Regions from separate parts of the Bicyclus anynana genome. Here region 2 is linked to region 1. A link is a contact called in public Hi-C data. All regions are on one chromosome and are shown on one strand. Each heading gives the region's core, a stretch centred on a gene start, on an enhancer-like site or on the middle of the called end of the contact. The rest is flanking DNA. Distances are from core to core; before and after follow the strand shown. Region 1 overlaps LOC112043219. Region 2 overlaps LOC112043219.

Region 1 (3,194 bases), core at 469-2,968:
GTTTCTTGTAACGATACAATTTGATATTCCCAAGTGTTTTCTACTGTATTTTGTGGTACTTTTCCAATCAGTACCAACTATCGATAAACCGTCGCGTCACTAAAGCAACCCCTTTTGTCCCAACTCGGCAGGGCTCTCATGCGATGTTGGCGATACCGCCGTGTCCCTTTGTCTTTATTTTGCTTCCACAGCACTGCGCCTGATTTTAGCCCCACCTCGTCCCCCTTAGCCAAGAGACTTTTTGTTCTGTTTTTGTGCCGTGACATCGTTATTTTAACCCCTTGAAACTTCTGAACATATGCTAAAAAGCGAGTATTATGTTTACGTTTTACAAACAGTGGCGGTTTAATTAGTGTTATTGTTTATTTTCTATCGGTTTCTTGTATCTAGAATTCAGTTAGTAAGTACATGTTTTAATCCACAAATTACTCGATTTCGTTATTCTCGTAGTGTTTTTTGAATTTTTCTTGCATTATCATTTAACTTTGGATGGTTATCATAAACTTTTGAAGATTTTATAGCTTACCTACGGCTTTTCATGAAATTACGTGATTATTATCGCATTTCTTTTGAACAACTACCCAGTCTTATTTATGAAAATTTAGGGCGGGTTGCTATTAATACTTATACTTAATACATATTAGATATATTAAAGTTTATTTCTGTTCATAAACCATTGTTAGTAACTCACCAGTAGCAATAAAAATAATTACAGTGAATTCGTAAATGTGTACACAAGACGCACGTAATGTTTGCATTAGGCACAATATGTTTACGACTCTACGTGCCTTGCTTGCTATTTTGTGCGCTGCTAGTGTAAGAGACCACGCTAAACAAAATGGACTTAAGTATAAATAAATATTAAATAAAGCATTTATTTATTGAAACGCATAGTTTACGTGAACATATACCCAAATATAGCTAAAAACTACATTTTGGTTGGATGGTAAACGGTGTATATGTAAGATATAAAAACCACTTGTTGTCGAAAGTATGGGACAAGTAGTACCTACCACCTGTAATGGCAACACAACTACAACAATTCATTATTTTTCATATAATTTTATCATATTTTTACATTAATTAAGCAATGAAGGTCACAAACGAGTTACAGGCGGATGCAGGCGGCTCAAAACCGTGTCATTTAGAAGTCCTTAAAAGTACCCCTTGTTTAGCACTGGAGTCCATCAGCTGATATTGATGAATTGATGAGCTTGATATGGACTTACTTTCTCACTCTGTAGTGTAACAGGATCGCCTTGACCACAGGTTATGATGATATGCGAGCTGATTAGGTCTTGTGAGCTATGACCCTAATTACCTTTAGCCCTATCTTCTTCGTAGATTTAAATAATTCATTTCCGTAGAACTTTAACGATGCGTAAACATTTTCAGGACATCTAAAATATAAGTAAGTACTGTCCTCGTTAAGACAACGCTGAAAGCAACTACCGCGTTTGTAAACTACCCTCTGTGTACGCAGTGTAATAAATTCAGACCATTAACACGAATACCTCCATAGTTCCTCTGCTAAGTAAATAAAGCCCAGAAATGGCTGGCGCACAAGCCATTCTAAACCTCTGAAAGGTCTTTAGTAAATGGACATGTGTCATATAAAGTTAAAATATCATTGTAACCACTCCACAGAACTATGGCTCTAAGGTGTGTGCAATTAGGGGTGATAATCGGACGGAGGGTCGTTCCCACAGTGGTATCAAGACATTATTGCCGCGGTGCCCTCTTTTTACGGACGTTTAATCTTCGGGTCGCCGTGTGGGTGTACGTTTTCATTGTTGGTTCAGTCACGGCTTTCATAATAAAAGGTTAACTAGTGGATGTAGATCTCTAAAGTTCTATCACAATCGTATAATATCTATCGACATACGAATTTAATGATCTCGAGAAGCCGTTTCACTGACAAAAGTACTAATATTATAATTGCACATTGATTAAAATAATTCAATACGAATCTATTAATATGCCAAGATTCACCTAGGAAATCGGCCATCATATTAATTATTTGTAAGCTCATTTTTAGAGTAGTAATTTAGTAGCTTTGGAAACATCATTACCTAGCTAATAATGTTTATGAATTTAAAAATATAAAATAATACATATTTCATCTTTCGCTACATAACTTTTAACTCGCGACGTGCATTCCAACCATGGTTACCGAGGTGTCAGATCAGGCAAATCTCACTTAGCCCGTGGAAACCCGATGGAGTTACCATCGATTTCCACGTCCGCTCTTATGCCGATGTCAGGGACGCCTTTACTAAGCCGTTCCAACCCTGCTTCTCTACTAGACCATGGGCTCTACTTTGGCAGAGCTAAAGAGCTCGCCTAGACCAGTACTGCGGTCCAATTATAAGAAATCTAAAAGAAATATATTATCAGGAAAATACCTTATACTACGATGTGACTTATAGTAGGTATACTAAAAGCGCACTTGAGAATTAGAAAATCGTGGTAGAACGGAAACTCACAGCAACAAAGCGCAGGCGCCGTGGCATTGCGGCCTGTGTACATTCGCTGGGCACTTGAAACAGAGCTTTGAGCTCACTATTACTTCCACTTATTTGGCACGTTTACTTTGCCTGAGTTACCATGATATATTACTTTTAAATAATCTCGAACGATATCTTTAGACTAGTTATTCGTATTCCAGAAGCTGAAAATGTTCTCATGTTAGCGGTTAAGTCATTTTATGTTACTTATATTTGACCGCTTAAAAATATTCTGACGTATTGAGAATCTCCTCTCCCTTGAGTGTCTTGAAAATTTATAATTCTTGTTTGCTTTTAAGATTAAAGACTCAGTTCTAAATACCAAATAGAGTGTATCAAGTATAGATAGATAGTATAGATAGATAGATACAGTTCCATTAAAGTTTCATAGTACAATAGATAAGAAGTAAGAGATTCAAGTTTCCAGTGTATTCTTACCATTCCGCCGAGTGGAAGGCACTCGCGGTATAAATTATTTATTCCCGAGTTGGCCCCGCTACTAGACGGTAGACTGAGGAATTATTCACGGCGACTGTACTTACCCAGTGCATAGCCACTCGCTAGTGATTTGATTGTGAGTTTGCTTTTTAGATATCGATTTGGCTGGGACATTCTGACAACTACAACTAAATTAATTTTGATTTTTCGAATAGTTTGTGCCAACTGCCATAAGTAAACACGAAAACA
Region 2 (3,194 bases), core at 331-2,830, 37 kb after region 1:
ATTTCACAACTAGCCGATTTTATAATGATTTATATACTTTAAAATGAAATTGTACAATCTGTAGTAGATGAGATTTCCTGAATAAGGAGCTATGTTGCAAATTGATTGCGGATTGAAATGATCGGTCGATTCAATGAACATAATGGTGAAATCGGCTGTATCTTTCTCTGTGCCGTATCTATCTGTATTATAAATACTATGAAGTAGTAGCGTATTTTTACGCTTAAAGAAATGTTTTCGCTCGTCATGTCATCGGTCGCAAAATCGGCCGCCCGGGGACGACCTTTCTTTTTAAGTAGGCTTTAAATTTGTAGCTCGTCCGAGCTGCGTGCAATCTGCTTTGCGATAATAAATAATAATTACTGCATTTTGTGATAAGACTTAAAATCCCCGCAGTATTCCGGACCCGGGCGGTCGCACATCGAACACGTTCGAAATTTTATAACAAAAAAAACCTCTTTGTACGTTTAACTTAGATAGTTATTATTAATTTTAGCTTTTAATAGGTGTTCAATATTTTTCACGGTTTAATTTCTAATCGACGCAAAGCATTTAGGCGATGACGCCCGCGCCGTGTACATATACATTATAGTTAGACATCATATGGACAATACCTAACAAGTGAAAAAAAAAATATAATTTTATTGAAATACATTCAGTGAAATTAATATTTGTGCATGACGAGCGCGCGAGCGCCCCGTTCCGCCCGGCGCGCGGCGCTCGCGGGCGGTAGTTGTTTTTATTTATTTTTTGTTTTCCCTCCCCCCTCCCCCTCCCCTCCACGCTTTTAGGTAGCGCATGTAGTATCCGTTGTATGTGTGCAGTTTCAGTAAATGCATCTTAAGAACAAGCCGAGATCGACTAATGTTAGTAAATTGCCACCGGGTACTGCTTTTATGAGGCCTTTGATACAAAATTACGAGTAATAGAAAAGTTACATAATTTTATTTATCATAGGACAACTAACCAGTGTTGAAGACATTTTGATGTACCTTAGTTTCTTAAATGATTATCTTTGGTTCTAAAGATTTTGCTTTATATGGACAAGAACCAAAATTTTAAAAACTGGAAGGATTAAAACAAGCCTTAACTATTTAAATATGTTAAAATGATTATTGTAAACGTGCCTTTAAACCAGAGCTCGTTTATCGTTTTTGTATCCTCTGTGATTGACTCGAAATTGCTATCTAAAAGTTCTGTCAACTTATATAACTGTCATATTTACAATAAATTACCCAAGGTACCAAAAAACTAAAACGACATTTTCATCGCCTCTTTAAACTTGACAACAAATTGTTACTGTACTGATCTTGCCTTTTGCTAATACTTTATTTATAGCATGGGTCTATAAAATGGCTAAACCCATACCAGACTTTGATTTACGTCATCACTCGAAGACTGAAGTAATAGGACCCAAAGAAAAAGCATTCTTCGACGAAACGCTCAATAAAATATCGAAAAATAACACTAAAGACTTGATATTGGGGACTATCAGTGGATGGTTGAGTGGTGTAGGCATCGCTAAGATCGGCAAAATCGCTGCCTTCGGTTTAGGCGGCGGTGTTATACTGCTCCATTTCGCTACCGATTTGGGCTACATAAATGTGAACTGGGACAAAGTTAGGGAGACTATCGGGAGGAGTCAAGAGATAATAGACAAGGTGGGTAACTTCGTCAGAAACAACAGTTGCTTCTCTGTTGGATTTGTCGGTGGATTCTTCTTTGGAGTGGCATCTGCGTGATTTTGGTTTAAGTATGGTAAAACCGTGCTGCGTGAGTGCGCGTGTTTTGTAAAATAGAATATTTTTAGATCTATTTAATAAATTCCATGTTAACAGTTATATTTTATTTTGACAAACATTTCCATAGGGCCAGACCCCTTCTACTTATAGCGAGAGGATATTGTATTTTCCAAAAAGGAAATGAATCCTAGTTACCAGGTTATCATAGGTATGATAGTTATCATAGGTTATCCCTGTATTGTATTCCCCACCGGTGAAACCTCTGGGCGTCTGCTAGTAATTTATATCTATTATACCTAAGTGGCGCCCTAATGCCTAAAATAGCCACGCAATATGAAATTTGGATATCTTCTATACTTATAATAAATCTGTAGAGAGGTCAATTCTGTTCATGAAATATATTTCCGAAATAACTATCAGGGGGTGATAAGTGGTCGATACTGATGCCAAAAATGCAATCAGTAAAATTTTTGTCTGTATGTCTGTCCGTCTGTCTGTATGTTCTTTATAACAAAAACTACTCGACGGATTTTAACGAAACTTGGTACAATTATTTTTCATACTCCTGGGCAGGTTATAGTATACTTTTCATCACGCTACGATCAATAGGAGAGCAGTGAAGGGAAATGTTACGACAACGGGAGAAGTTACTCAATTTTTTAAGCTTCCGTCGCGTGGTATGTTCGTTATAGAAACAAAAACTACTCGACGGATTTTAACATAACTTGGTACAATTCTTCATATTCCTGGGCAGGTCAAAGTATACCTACTTTCAATTACGCTACCGTCAATAGGACCAGAGCAGTGAAGTGAAATGTTGGGAAAACGGAAGAAGTTACTCCATTTTTTAAGCTTCCGTCGCCGTCGCATGGTCCCTACCATAGGGATAGTAGGATAGGAGTAGGGTAGAGGTAGGGTAGGGTAGCGGTAGGCGTAGTATTAGGGTTTCACGCAGACGAAGTCGCGGGCGTCCGCTAGTTTTTAATAAAAGGTGTGGTATACCTACTGCGGCTCCCCTGTCAGGAATAGTTTTCATGGGCAAAACTTGTACAACCCTTCAAAGTATTGTTTTATGAAATCAAAAAATAGTTATCTGCGATACCAACGAAGGACTCAGGAGGAGATGCCCTTTGAAACATTCGTTATCAACCCGTATTCGACTCACTGCTGAGCTCGAGTCTCTTCTCAGAATGAGAGGGGTTAGGCCAATAGTCCACCACGCTGGCCCAATGCGGATTGGCAGACTTTACACACAGATAATTAAGAAAATTCTCTGATATGCAGGTTTCCTCACGATGTTTTCCTTCACCGTTTGAGACACGTGATATTTAATTTCTTAAAATAGACACACAACTGAAAAGTTGGGAGGTGCATGCCCCGGACCGGATTCGAACCTACACCCTCCGAAGTCGGAGGCAGAGGTCATATCCACTGAGCTATTATATATATACA

Evidence for each region. A called contact is a pair of places that touch in the nucleus more often than the background predicts.
Region 2: a Hi-C map of whole larva shows a contact between it and region 1, with 1.9 times the contacts expected there. The contact joins two enhancer-like sites. A contact is called at or near these places in 2 of 2 Hi-C or Micro-C datasets (whole body and whole larva).

The regions. Positions count from the first base shown.
Region 1 is chr2:10,808,508-10,811,701 of ilBicAnyn1.1, forward strand. All of the region lies in intron 17 of LOC112043219, which reads left to right. Among protein-coding and RNA genes, the nearest start is that of LOC112043223, 52 kb to the right of the region's middle. Within about 2 kb of position 1,719, at least 2 of the 8 cell types and tissues checked have open chromatin away from gene starts, as enhancers often do.
Region 2 is chr2:10,845,986-10,849,179 of ilBicAnyn1.1, forward strand. The region is part of intron 22 of LOC112043219; the gene reads left to right. Among protein-coding and RNA genes, the nearest start is that of LOC112043223, 14 kb to the right of the region's middle. Within about 2 kb of position 1,581, at least 4 of the 8 cell types and tissues checked have open chromatin away from gene starts, as enhancers often do.